Linked DNA regions of Sus scrofa: region 1 is linked to region 2. Evidence: chromatin contacts called from public Hi-C data. All regions are on one chromosome and are shown on one strand. The core of a region is the stretch at or near the end of the contact, and the rest is flanking DNA. Distances in the headings are between cores, read along the strand shown. Region 1 overlaps LOC110256109 (a long non-coding RNA gene). Region 2 holds the start of LOC110256108 (cytochrome c oxidase subunit 6C-like).

Region 1 (4,090 bases), core at 883-3,382, 49 kb before region 2:
AAAGTCTGGGATTGAAAGTTCCAACCCTCTAATCACGTGGTTGGTTCCCCTGGCAACCAGACTGCATCCTTAGGGGCCCTCCAAATTCACACCCGAACATAAAGTCTGGGCCAGAGAGGGGTTTTTACGACACTTGTGACACATGACATTCCTTTCACCCTTATGGCCCTGGCACTATTTTGGGAACTGAGGACAAAAGACCAAATACTAAAACAAAAGTTACTGCCAATGTTCTTATCGATTGGGAAATTCCAAGGATTTTAGGAGCTCTGTGCCAGAAATGGGGAGAAAGATGAAATAAGTATTTCTCATTATAAAGCACAATATCACAGAACATTCTCTAGTTTTGTTTTTTGGTCTTTTGTCCTTTTTTTTTAGGGCTGCACCCACAGCATATGGAGGTTCCCAGGCCAGGGGTCTAATCAGAGCTGTAGCCACCGGCCTATGCTACAGCCACAGCAACAACAGATCTGAGCAGCATCTGCGACCCACACCACAGCTCATGGCAACGCTGGCTCCTTAACCCACTGAGCGAGGCCAGTGATCAAATCCACATCCTCACGGATACTGGTTGGGTTTGTAACCCGCTGGGCCACAACGGGAACTCCCTATTCGTTTTAATTTTCAGTATAACCATGCATTCGTTCTTCAGGTATTGTTTAATGTATTATAGTCTCAAATCATTTTCTTTTTTTTTTTTTTTTTGTCTTTTGTCTTTTTTGTTGTTGTTGCTATTTCTTGGGTCGCTCCCGCGGCATATGGAGGTTCCCAGGCAGGGGTTGAATCGGAGCTGAGCCACCGGCCTACGCCAGAGCCACAGCAACGCGGGATCCAAGCCGCATCTGCAACCTACACCACAGCTCACGGCAACGCCGGATCGTTAACCCACTGAGCAAGGGCAGGGACCGAACCCGCAACCTCATGGTTCCTAGTCAGATTCGTTAACCACTGCACCACGACGGGAACCCCATTTTCATTTTAATATGCACCTTGTCCAGATTCATCCAGTGGGAGGTTTTTCCACCTGATTCTTGGGTCCTCTTCAGTTTCCGAGCTCTTCCTTCTTGTCTTCCTCCTCCTCCGCTTTCTTCTTTTCCCGCTCTCTCTTCCAGGCACAGCTTGTACTTCCTCTGTACCAGCCCTGTTTTTATTTTTGTTTTTTGGCCATGCCCATGGCATTTGGGTCAGGGACTGAATGTGCCCCACACCTGCGACCGGAGCTGCAGCCGTGACAATGCCAAACCCTTAACCCACTGAGCCACCCGGGAACTCCGGGGCTGCAATTCATTTATCTTTGTTCCCTGAACCTGGCTAATGCCTCACACATGGTAGATGCTCCATAAATGTTTGTTACGTGAAAGAATGAGTGATTTTGCCAGGAAGCAGAGAGAGCAGACTTCAGACCTGGGTCTCCAAAGTGACCTCTCTCACCTGGTGTCCCATCCCTCCCCAGAGGAGGGGAAAGAGGACCTGGCCTTGGAGACGGAATCGGGTTCAGGGAGCAGAGACGAGGGATGAGCATTCCAAGGTCAGGTGCGCAATCCTTAGCCTGACCAGTCATCTGCACCTTCTCTATTTCAGAGTTTCCTACGTCCCAAGGTTTTACTTTTATCCCAGCTCTCCATCCATATCGTATCTGCCTCAGAGTAAGACTCCACCCAGAGTTCCCGTCGTGGCACAGTGGTTAATGAATCCGACCAGGAACCATGAGGTTGAGGGTTCGATCCCTGCCCTTGCTCAGTGGGTTAAGGATCCAGCGTTGGCGTGAGCTGTGGTGTAGGTCACAGACGTGGCTCGGATCCCACATTGCTGTGGCTCTGGCATAGGCTAGACCCCTAGCCTGGGAACCTCCATATGCCGTGGGAGTGGCCCAAGAAATGGCCAAAAAAAATGGCACTAAATGGCAGGAGGGGGGCTGAATTCGGGGGGAGGGTGCCCTGGACCCCTTACTTACCTGGCTGTCTGGCCCCAAGCTCAGACTTGGTGGCGTGGGCAACATGGCACCTGACCTGACGGCTAATGCGATCGATCTAGTTTGGCCCCTGGCCCTTGGCACCTGCCTCAGCTTGGCCCTGAGCTGCAGCTTGACTCAGCTCCAGCTTGGCTGGGATGGCTTAGACCACCTGGCCTCCTTCCAAGCCGGAGAGTATAAAAGCAAAGTACAAGTCCTGATATGCCAGTGGCAGCCGCCTCAGGCCCTCTGTTTGGGGAAGGCAAGTGTAAACTCACAATCAGTCCCAAAAGTACCCTCATCCGGTCTGCCTGCAGCCACTGGCCCCTAGGCGGGCGGGGGGTTGGGAAATGGAAAACCTGGGCTCTGGCCCCCTTTAGCGTCAGGCCTTCGGTAAGGCCTTGGATGGGCTCCCTGGCTCTCTGAGCCTCCAATGGGCTGAAGAGAAATCAGGCCTGCCTGGGATAATTCTGCTGGACTGGAGAGCTGAGGTCACATCATGGATACTTTAGTTAGTTATTTATTTTGGCCACGCCCACAGCATGTAGAGTTCCCCGGGCCAGGGACGAAACTGGAGCCATAGGAACAACTGCAGCCACAGCAGTGACGAGTGTCCTTCACCACTAGGCCACCAGGGAACCACATCATCACATACTTTTTTTTTTTAGGGCTGCACCTGCGGCTTATGCAAGTTCCCAGGCTAGGGGTCAAATTGGAGCTATACCACAGCCACAGCCACAGCGGATCTGAGCCGTGTCTGCGACCTACAGCACAGCTCCCAGCAACACCACATCCTTAACCCACTGAGCCAGACCAGGGATGGAACCTACATCCTCATGGATACTAGTCAGGTTCATTACCACTGAGCCACAGTGGAAACTTCCCACAGCCTCATGCCTGGTTTAGATAAAATGTGGCTTGCGTATTTTATCTTCCCGGATTCTCCAAACAAGCCTGGGAGGAGAGGGCTGTTCTCTGCATGTTACAGAGAAGAAAAAGAGGCTGAGACATCAGGGGCCAAGCCCAAATGTGCAGAGCTGTCCACTAAGGGACTAATTACAACCAGTCTGAACAGGGATGGCTGCATTTGCGCGGCCTCTCCGGTGAGCAGAGCAGCGTGGTTGCCAGCGTTAATTTAACCCTCACCAAAAAACCTCTGTGATGAGAACGTGATCCCCATTTTATAGATGAAAGAAAACTACACTCAGAAAAATAAGAGAAAAAAAAAAGTTCCTGTTGTGGTTCAGTGGGTTAAGGGCCCGACACTGTCTCTCTGAGGACACAGGTTCGATCCCTGGCCTTGCTCCGTGGGTTAAGGATCTGGCGTGGCTGTGGCGTAGGCCAGCAGCTGCAGCTTCAATTCAACCCCTGACCTGAGGACGTCCATAAGCCACAGGTGCGCCCTAAAAAAAAAAAAGAAAGAAACTAAATGCTTTGCAAATGAGTACAGCTCACCTAGTCAAGGGCTAGAACCCAGTCTCTGTTGCATTTTCTGCTTCGCATGGCTCCTTCTTGAAGCGCCAGAGCAAACTTTAGGAGGCATTTGAGCCTCCACCTGGAGGGCTTGGTAAAGCCTCAACTGCTGGGCCCCATGGCCTGCCTTTCAGACTCTGCAGGGCCCAGAAAGAGAATTTTCATTTCAGATGATGCCTCCCCTGTGGGCCTGGGGCCTTGCTCTAGGATGGCCAGTCTCAGCCCTGGCCTCACAGCTTCCAAGTCCTGCTTAGGCTGGGCTGGGGGAGTCCCCTGGACAGAGCCTGGTCCCAGTGCTGAGGCATGGCCCTAAGACAAGCAGGACATAAGCCCTCTCCAACCACCTCAAACGCTTGTCTGTGGCTGAGCTGTTAAGAGTTTTTAGTTGAAAGTAATAAAAACCACCCATGGTGTTTATAAGCAGAAAAAGGGTTTATCCAAGAGTTCCCATCGGGTCCAGTGGTTAACGAACCCGACTAGTATCTGTGAGGTTGCGGGTTCAATCCCTGGCCTTGCTCAGTGGGTTAAGGATCCGGCGTTGCCGTGAGCTGTGGTGTAGGTTGCAGATGCGGCTCGGATCCCGCGTTGCTGTGGCTCTGGCTTAGGCTGGCAGCTGCAGCTCCGATTAGACCCCTAGCCTGGGAACCTCCATATGCCGCGGGAGCG
Region 2 (4,206 bases), core at 809-3,308:
ACAGATCCACTTATTAAATACCTAGATCCAACGAGAAGTATACACACTGGCAACTTAGCTGTTTGACAAAGCAGTACATGTAAACCTAGAAAAGTATCATTTTAATATTAAAATGAAAACAACATTTTTAAGAGTTCCTGTCCTGGCTCAGCAGTTAACAAAGCCAGCTAGTATCTATGAGGATGTGGGTTCGATCCCTGGCCTCGCTCAGTGGGTTAAGGATCCAGTGTTGCTGTGAACTGCAGTGTACATCGACACACAAGACAAGGCTTAGATCCTGAGTGGCTGTGGCTGTGGCATAGGCTGGCAGCTACAGCTCCGATTGGACCCCTAGCCTGGGAACCTCCATATGCCATGGGTGCTGCCCTAAAAAGACAAAAAAAAAATTTTTTTTACTTATTTCCCAAATAACCACAACTAACTTATGACACCTGTTAGGCATTGCATAACTTCTCAAATCCTGGAATCAAATAGGACCACGACACTCCACACTGATTTTTGCCCAGTATTTAGCAACTACTAAAAAAACCCAGCTTCACAAAGATATGACGTCATCGAAAGGGATCTGGCGCCATCTAATGCTGAAACTACCCAATCTAGTAGTTCCCAGGAGAGCAGGCAAATGCTACTGCCCTCCTGTGCTGCTTCTGAAAATTTAAAATCTTGCTGGGCCCCTGTGAGTTTGCTGTGGTACCTCGGCAGTTTGGGAACAGGGGATCAGGGGATTTAACCTATTGGGAAGTTCCTGTTCTATTGTAATAGACCCTGAGTTACTCAATAGGATTCCTATTAGTAAATACTTAGGTGATTTATAATTTCAAACAATGTTGCAATAAAAATCCTTCTTCACATATCTTTATACCAGTTTATCCTCCTACCAATCATTTCATTCACTCACTTATTCAAGTAACTTTTATTACATGCCGACTATGTACCAGGGACTATTTGAGACGCTGCAGGAAGAGAGGTGAATACAAAGTCCCTTATGAAGTTTACATTCTCTTGAGGAAGGAAGAAACAGAAAAAACTCATCCTTGCAGGTATGGACCAGCATGAAGTAAAATCAAGTCTGGGGGTGGAGAAGGCAGGGGGATGCTACCTGAACAGGGTGGGGGGAAGAGGGCCCAAGGAGACGCCATTTGAAGGGAGAACAGGCTAACAAAGGAATGGGCCCCCTGGGTCTGAGCAATGTTGTTGGAAGCAGTAAGAAGAGTGAATAATAAAGTCCCTGAGGCAGGAAGGAGCTTGGAGGACTGGACGAACCGGCAGGTCAGTGTGGCTAAAGAGCAAAAAGGAGAGCGGGAATGAGTGGGAGAGGCAGGCAAGGGCCAGCTAACACAGGACCTTGCGGAGCAGAGTGAGGAGCCTGGATCCTTTGAAGAGAATTCTACGTGGGGAAGAGACAGGCTTAAAAGACCTCGCTAGCTGTTCTGCACACGGTAGGAAGAACAAATGGGGTTAGGGCTACTGCAGCAAGCACTCCACAGGAGAGAGGACGGCGCCGGACACAGCCGGATCCCAAGCCGGATCCCACGCATGTTCTGAAGAGCAGCATTGACAGACTGGCAGAACAGAGGTTGTGAGAAAGAATCAAAAAGATGGCTTTGCGATGTGGGGCCTCCGCCACTGGATGAGTGGTGGAGCCATGCCTTGCTTGCTGAACCAGGAAAGACGGGGGAGGGACACGTTCAAGGGGCCAAATGAACCGTCTCTGGTTACATACCAGTTTCTCCTCCTAGCAACAAACGTACAGCGTGCCCAGTTCCCAATATTTGTGTCAGCAGGGCAAAATCATATTAAAGAAAAATTTTTATTGTCATCAGCATGTTTTTATTAGTGAGCCGAATATTTTTATTGGCCATTTGCAGGACTTTGTGCACTGCCTATGCGTATCCTTTACCCTTTTGTCTAGATGTGTGCTTTCCTTACTGATTTCCTTCTTCATTTTTTTTTTTGGCCTTTTAGGGCCTCACCTGCAGCACGTGGAGGTTCCCAGGCTAGGAGTCGAATCGGAGCTACAGCCGCTGGCCTACACCACAGCAACACGGAATCTGAGCCGCATCTGGCACCCACACCACAGCTCAGGGCAACACCGGATCCCTGACCCACTTAGTGAGAACAGGGATCGAACCTGCATCCTCATGAATACCAGTCAGATTAGTTTCCACTGAGCCACAACAGGAACTCCTTTCCTTACTGATTCCTAAGTGCTCCTTGTTTATTAAGAAGTCTAACCTTGTCCCTTTGTCCATCACACTACAAATATTGTTTCCCAGTTTTTTTATAATGATTTTTATTTTTTCCATTATAGCTGGTTCACAGTCCCTATCGATTTTTTTAGCTGCCCAGGTGTCTCTGATAAAACAGAGGTGGTTCTTAGTCTCATGCAGTGAAATCTGCCTTGCTTTCCCTTGAAGATAAAATCCTGAGCTCAGTGCCTATCATATAACAGGCACTGAACAAAAACGTACCTATAATTCACTGACTATTAAAGGTGTCTGCCCTGGTATCAGCCCCCCCCCCAAAGGCTTCTATATTTTTCAAGTGCTTTACAGATTGTTGTTGTCTTTTTAGGGCCGCACCCGCGACATAGAAAGGCTCCCAGGCTAGGAGTCAAATCAGAGCTATGGCTGCCGGCCTGCACCACAGCTCACAGCAACGATGGATCCTTAAACCACTGAGCAAGGGCAGGGATCAAACCCGCAACCTCATGGTTCCTAGTCAGATTCGTTTCCACTGAGCCACTTTTAAGGGCCGCACCCGCATATTGAAGTTCCCAAGCTAGGGGTCGAATCGGAGCTATAGCTGCCGGCCTACACCACAGCAACTCGGGATCCAAGCTGCATCTTCGACCTACACCACAGCTCAGGGCAACGCCGAATCCTTAACCCACAGAGGGAAGACAGGGATCGAACCTGAATCCTCATGATTATTAGTTGGATTTGGGTGCACTGAGCCACAATGGGAACGCCCCAGTTTTGTTCTTCAGATTTCAACCTCGACTCCATCTGGAATTTATCCTAAGAGGTGTGAGTTCAGGAGATTCTAACTCCTGACACAACTCTCCTACAGCTGAGCCTCTTCCTTGGACAAAACCGTCTCCATCCACTCAATTCCAGTCTCTCCAGCCAAAAGGCTTCCTTCAGTTCACTCCACAAAGGAAGGAGTCCAAGTCACCAACAGCTCCACGTCCTCCCTGGTCTCTCCTGCTTCCATCCTTAGCCCTCCTCACTAGTCAGTTCTTCATAAGACAACCAAGATAGTAATATATATATATTTTAGGGCCGCACCTGCGGCATATGGAAGTTCCCAGGCTAGGGGTCAAATCAGAGCTACAGCTTTGGGCCTACACCACAGCCATGCAGGCTCTGAGTGGCATTTGCTACCTACACCACAGCTCATGGCAACACCAGATCCTTAACCCACTGAGCAAGGCCAGGGATGGAACCCACATCCCCATGGTTCCTAGCCAAGTTCGTTACCACTGAGCCACGACGGGAACTCCTGTAAGTTTTTTTTTTTTCTCTTTAATGTAAACTCGATGTCACTCTCTTGCTTATAATTCTCCAATGGCTTCCTACTGAAAAAAGAGAATGAGATCCAGATGCTTTACCACAATTGACGACACCCCACCTGGCCTGTCCCACCTCATGCTTCTCTGGCCCATTTTATTTTTTCCTCCAAAAAAAGATGTTTTGCTTTCTTTTTAACATGGACACCCAATATTCGCTTATTCCAAACACTGCTGACCAGAAGTATGTAAACTAGACGCTGGAGTTCCTCCAGCCCATTTTATAATACTCTCCTCACCCACTTAAACTGACCGCTTTTCAGCCCACAGGGCACATCAAGTTAATCCCTCCCTCAGGCCCTTTGCACTTGCTCTTTCCTCTCCCTAAAGAGCTCTTGTCCTAGAATCCATGGACCCAGAGACTGGCTGCTTCTCATATTTTGGGTAATGTCACCGCCTCAGACAGGCCTTCCCAGACCCTGACACCACCCCATCCAAAGTAGCTCTCCCTCGATGGCTCTCCATCGCATTAAACCGTTTCACTTCACTCAAGGCACTTGCCATTCACAGAATGATCTTGCTCATTCATTTATTCGTGTTTACTGGCTGTCTCCCCTGCCCCTTCCCAAAGAATGTGCTCTAGGAGGCAGGGTCCTTGTCTTGTTCGGCTCGGCGTCCCCACCGTCTGTTATGTC

Evidence for each region. Hi-C and Micro-C count contacts between places; a contact is called where the count stands out from the background.
Region 1: a Hi-C map of liver shows a contact between it and region 2, with 2.6 times the contacts expected there. The contact joins the enhancer-like site here to the promoter of LOC110256108 in region 2. A contact is called at or near these places in 2 of 5 promoter capture datasets (fetal skeletal muscle and liver), 15 of 47 Hi-C or Micro-C datasets (blood, embryonic fibroblasts, epiblast stem cells and 5 more) and 1 of 2 datasets of contacts at active chromatin or transcription factors (skeletal muscle).

Annotation. Positions count from the first base shown.
Region 1 is chr12:52,829,688-52,833,777 of Sscrofa11.1, reverse strand. All of the region lies in intron 1 of LOC110256109 (a long non-coding RNA gene), which reads right to left. Among named protein-coding and RNA genes, the nearest start is that of TNFSF12, 11 kb to the left of the region's middle. Within about 2 kb of position 2,132, at least 18 of the 83 cell types and tissues checked have an H3K27ac peak or open chromatin away from gene starts, as enhancers often do. A contact at or near this core is called in liver and skeletal muscle, where this site is marked.
Region 2 is chr12:52,780,701-52,784,906 of Sscrofa11.1, reverse strand. It overlaps LOC110256108 (cytochrome c oxidase subunit 6C-like), which reads right to left and starts at 2,058. Exons shown (of 1, transcript XM_021067829.1): 1 at 1-2,058. All of the region lies in intron 1 of POLR2A (DNA-directed RNA polymerase II subunit RPB1), which reads right to left.